2 separate regions of the Urocitellus parryii genome follow, and region 2 is linked to region 1. Evidence: chromatin contacts called from public Hi-C data. All regions are on one chromosome and are shown on one strand. The core of a region is the stretch at or near the end of the contact, and the rest is flanking DNA. Distances in the headings are between cores, read along the strand shown.

Region 1 (2,700 bases), core at 156-2,655:
TTATGCTCACTGTGGATCAAAAGAATTGTTATAAGGCTGTGGGTATAAATCTCCATTTTTGTAGTCAAAGAAGGCAGCAAAGCACATCGAAACAACAATGGGGAGAATCTCGACTACCTGTAAATGCTATGAACAAAGGGAACCCAGGCACTTCCCTAAGAACAATTCCACGTCCCTCCCTCAAAACCCTAGAGTCCGAATAACTAGAATCTGATCTGTGAGGGAAGGGGCGTACTCCAGAAAGAAAGAAAAGATATGGGGTGCATGTGAAGGAGTATACCTCTGTGGTGATCTTGGTGGGACCTCCAAATGAGATCTGGCTGGTGATGAGAATCAATCACAGCCAAGTTCCTTTTCCCCAGATGTGAAGATTGAACACCCGAGAAACACTGAAGAAAGCATAGAAAGCAAGTTTTATTTAAAGGATGGAAACAGACTTCTCCCAGGAGAAAGAAGGGGTCCATAGCGGGTATCTGAAGAAGTGGGGGTGTCCTGCCCCTTTTATATATTTTAGAATTTCTTTGTTCTCACACACTCCCCATCCTGCTTACATGACCCATGACCAAAGTGACTCATGATCAAAAGGTGGGCCAAGAGTGGGAATGAAAATGCCCAGTGGTCCAGGAAGAAAGGGAGCAGCCCAGGAGGCATTCATTAACAGCCCCTTGTTGGGAGGAACAATTCCCTGGAAGGAGATCACCTTGACAACAGGTTGCAGCAGGGGAGAGGACTCTGAAGGTATTAGCATTTCAGTACTCCAGTGGCAAGTGACTTGGCCATGAGTGAAGGGAATGTGTCCTGAAGATATTAACATTCCATTTCCTTTGAATCAGCCTCCATCTTCCAGACCCCATTCAGCTTCTATCTTCCTGACCTGATCATCTATTTACACTAACTGCCTGATCTCTGTTCTTGCTTCACTGCCTCAGCTCCCAAGTAGCAGAGATTACAGGTGTGCACCACCATGACTAACTCCTCCTTCCTCTTACTGACCACTCCCCCCTCCTTGCCTTCATCAACTCGTGCACCAGGCAGGTCTTTGCATCTGTGGTGCTTTGGAGGACTGTGGGAGCAGTGACGGATGACAAGGTAGGATGATGAGGGGTGCACCCCAGGGGAAAGCCATCCTGGTTCTCCATTTTATTTCTGAAATTTTGTTGGATGTTTTTCAACTGAAAGCAGATGATTAATTGAGCTCCAACTTTCTTCTGTCTTTGAAGAACAGATTAATTAGTTTACTTGAAAAGAAATCTTTTCATTTGTACTTCCATGTCACCTGTGCTTTTCCCTGCCTTCCACCCACAGCCCTGCCAGCTGGCAGGAAGAAGGTCAGCAAAGCTGCTGATAAGAGGTGTATAAAGAGGTTGGCTCAAGGCAAGGGACAGTGGTCTACTCTGCTGGCAACATGCTGTGCTTCCTGGTGTTCGCCACCCTAGTCCTTTATGGTAAGTGGATCATTTGACCTGAGTTCCACAGTAAGGGGGTTTGATCCGGAGGGTGGGAAAGCCTTCCTGATGCTGGAGCCAGCTGCCTATCCCAGAGGAGAGTGGGACGCTCTGCCTGTGAATCCAGCAAAAGTTCTACTTTTCTGGAGCACATGATAGGAAAGATGAGGGCCATGGTAAGACCCTTCTGGGTGGCAGTTCTCTGAATCATGAAGCAGAAAGAAGCCCCTTCTGGGGGTACCTGGGCTTCTCCACCAGCCTCCTTCGCCAGAGGACATCCTCAGCCAGTGCCCACCTGGGATGTGCATGTCTGTCCCTGTCCCCTGGAGAATCCTGCTAAAGTATGGGAGAGGATTCTTCTCCAGCCCAGGGGTGACCTTGGGTGAGCTAAGATCACAGGGTCCTCTAGTCCCTAGCCTGGTGATTTTGGATAGGTCCTTCACAGCAAGACAGAATTTCAGGACTCCTGGGACTTCTGGCACTGCAGACTCCCTTACTTTCAAAAAAAGGCTCAGAGAACTCAGAGAACTCAGAGCTGGGCCCCTCATTTGTTAGGAAAGAGCTGTGAATTTGCAGACAAAGCTAACATTCCTCAAACACAACCACCACTCCCCACCCCCACCCCCACTTCCACCCAGGGTTGACCCCATGCTTAGTCATCACTCACTTTTCTTCTGTCCCACAAAGGAAACAGCATCCCGAACTTTCCAGAAACTAATGCTCGGGTGGTTGGAGGGACTGAGGCCCAGAAGAATTCCTGGCCCTCTCAGGTGGGTGTTCCTTCACAGCCCAAACTTTTACCCAAATAAGAGTTGCTGCACACTCAGAAAAAGTGTTGTGCTGTCTGTGTGCGTCCTGATCAACAGGCAGCTCTCCAATTGTCTATTTTAAAGATGGATGGGACCAGGCTTGTGTGGATTTCTAAATGCAAAAGCCTTGCAAGAAGGGGTTTGAATATCAGCCATACTCTCCCAGACATGCACCCAAACACAATGACTTTTATACCTCAGAGACACTACTGTGACACACCTGCAGGACTATGTGCTAGACCCACACACTGGGCTTCACATACCTTCAAGCACGCATGCCCTCACCAGCGCATGAAGTACACATGTACACGCACCACACAGTACCACACGCATTGAGCGCTGTGCTTATTTGGCTAGAGTTACCACTTGCTTCATGCAGGAGCTGGCCCCTGATCCAAGCAAATGTAAATATATAAAACTGGCAGCCTGGGTGCAGTGGGACATGC
Region 2 (2,700 bases), core at 1-2,500, 240 kb after region 1:
AGGAATTTCTACTATAGCAAAAACTGTGGTTAAGAAAAGCACAAGAATATAATTCTTCTACCTCCTGTGTTGTCAGAGGTTGTCTCTCAAAACATCTTTCTAGAAACATTCTTTTTTAAAAATATTTTTTAAGTTATAGTTGGACACAATATATTTTATTTATTTATTTTTATGTGGTGCTGAAGATTGAACCCAATGCTTGGCACACACTAGGAGAGCACTCTACCATTGAGCCAAAACCCTAGCCCCTCTAGAAATATTCTTAAGAAGTGCTAATTTATAAGAATTAGTTTAATGCTCAAACATTTATGAAACAGAAGATATCCCAGCTCACACCCCCTTCGCAGAAATTGTAAATGATTTTACTTATTCCAACTCTCTGACATTGCCCAAGAGCTGATTCGGTTATTTCTATTTTAGCTTTGTTTTTACCTTTCATGAAGGTTGTGTACAGGATATAGAAGCGGGGGAAATGACGATTCAAGAAACGATGGTATTTCCCATTAATCGCTTTTGTCTTGGTCACAACATAAGAGATCAAACTCTTCACATCTGCCTTTGGAGAAAGGTGAAGCTTTGACGACCTACAAGGAAGATCAAAGAGACTATCTGGGAACCAGCCCTAGAAACCCCTCACACCTGGGATTCCTAATGTAAAAACAAGTCTCAGAGAATGTATGTCAAGACTTGAAACCTGAAGTTCAAGAAACTTGATCTTGGGGTCAAGGAGAGAGAAGCAATCAGATTGAGAAGGACACATCAGGCAGAAGTCAAGCGGGAAGAGAAGTCTGGAAGTGGTATGAGCCTGGACAGATGCAGGGCTATGGGGCAATCTGAACTGCAAGCTAAGGACAGAGAGGGTGGATGGAGATAGCGGCGGTAAAACCTAAGCCAAAAAAGAGAGGCTGAAAGATGAGCCCGGGTTGTGGGGATCAACCAATATGAAACACTGAGAGTCGAGAGGGTCAGAAATCAGGTCTCTGGCCGGGATCAGAGTTCGAATCCTGCAAAGAAGAATAAAAATCCTGGGGCCAAGGAGTAGAACCCTGAGAATAAGAAAGCAAGTTTGAGCCGCTGGAAAGGCCTGTCAAAAGTGCTTTTCTCTCTCCAGATCCCTCACCAAGGGGCTCCCCAAGCAAAGCCAGGGCGACCAAGTTGCAGTCTCCGAATGACAAAGGGTCCAGGGGTGACGACCGAACCCCAAAGCGCAGTCCGTGCCCAGCACACCCTGGACAGCGCCATTTTCACAGCGAGGGAGGGGGGAAAGAGAGGAGGTCGACTCCAAGTCAAAGTTCACTACCCGTTACGCATGCGCCTTTCCTGAATGCTGATTGGTAGCCGCAGCCTGCTTGGCTCCCGCACGTGTGTGTCTGAGGAAGGTCTCAAAAGGCAAGAGCGGAAGGAGGAGCCAGGATTGGATAAGCAGTCTTCTCTGGTGTAGTGACGCCGGAAACCGTCTCTCCCCGAGGGAGCAAGGGCTGCTGCTTCTGGAGGGGTTTGCGATCCAGAGGTCGCCGTCTCCTTGAAGGCCCTGGTGCCCTCTGCAATTCCCTAGAGCCTTAGGGGTTCCCCGCGCTGCCCTTGACCTCCGCTCGGGGCGACGGGGGCCTTGATCGTTAGGTGTCAGAAGTCAGTTTGGCATTGCCGGGGAACTCGGCGCCTCCTGGGTGTGAGAGGACCCGCGGCGCCCTCTCCTGGTGGCGGCCTAATAGGCCATAACTGTCCACTTGCAGTCATTCGGGACACTTGGTGATTTTTTGTTTGTTTGTTTTTTTGAGAACAAATTTTTTATTCAATGATAGTCCATCTTTAGATGTTTCTTTTTCATGTACACTTTATTTGTTTTATTAGTAAAGCCCTAAAAAGGGAGACCAGTTAATCTCCCTTTTTATTTTTATTTCCAGAACTAGGTTCGTGGAAAATTGTCATTCGTTATGTGTGTACAGCAGAAGTCCAAGCTCGATCTCAAATGTTACTTCTCTGAAAGGCTTTCTCTGACAACCCTCTTTGAAATAGTGCCCACAAAAAGGATACACACTCTCCTCCGTGTCACTCTTTAGTCTTTATTTATAGCACGTATTACTTATGTTGTTTATATATTTATTAACCTCGTTTCATCAGCTTTGTGAACCTGAACTGTGATTTATCCCTTGGCATGGCCCAAAAGAAAAAGTGGTCTACCAGGGCACAGTAACGCATTCCAATCCCAGCTACTTGGGAGGTCGAAGGGAGACCCATTTGTCCTGTTCGCTGCTGCACCTTCAACATTAAATGACATATTTGGTATATATAGTATATGCCAAGTACATATTTTAGAATAAATTAATACTTGAAAGGATTTCTAGAAGTGGCATTTAACTGACTCCCAGCATTAACAGTTCTCTTGGGTACATAGGAGTATTTAATCTCCATGAGGGGTGGTAAAGAGAGCATTCCACTTAAAACCGTGGAATCAAGTATGTCTGTAATTCTAGTGACTAATGACACTGAGTCAGGAGGATGGTAAGTTCAAATCCAGTTTCAGCAACTTAGCAAGATGCTGTCTCAAATTTAAACAAACAAAAAGACTGGCATGTTGCTCAGCACCAGCATCTCTGGGTTCAATCCCCAGTATCAAATAATTAATAAAACCATGGTATCTAAATTAATGTTAGTACTGCCATTTCCTTTAAAGTGTGTAACCTTATACATGTCACTTTA

What was found. A called contact is a pair of places that touch in the nucleus more often than the background predicts.
Region 2: a contact with region 1 is called in a Hi-C map of muscle, with 4 times the contacts expected there. The contact joins the promoter of Letmd1 here to the promoter of Cela1 in region 1. A contact is called at or near these places in 2 of 2 Hi-C or Micro-C datasets (liver and muscle).

The regions. Positions count from the first base shown.
Region 1 is chr5:64,861,000-64,863,699 of mUroPar1.hap1, forward strand. It overlaps Cela1 (chymotrypsin like elastase 1), which reads left to right and starts at 1,406. Exons shown (of 8, transcript XM_026398626.1): 1 at 1,406-1,445; 2 at 2,133-2,215. The coding sequence starts at 1,406.
Region 2 is chr5:65,097,157-65,099,856 of mUroPar1.hap1, forward strand. It overlaps Letmd1 (LETM1 domain containing 1), which reads right to left and starts at 1,251. Exons shown (of 10, transcript XR_003301694.2): 1 at 1,121-1,251; 2 at 433-584.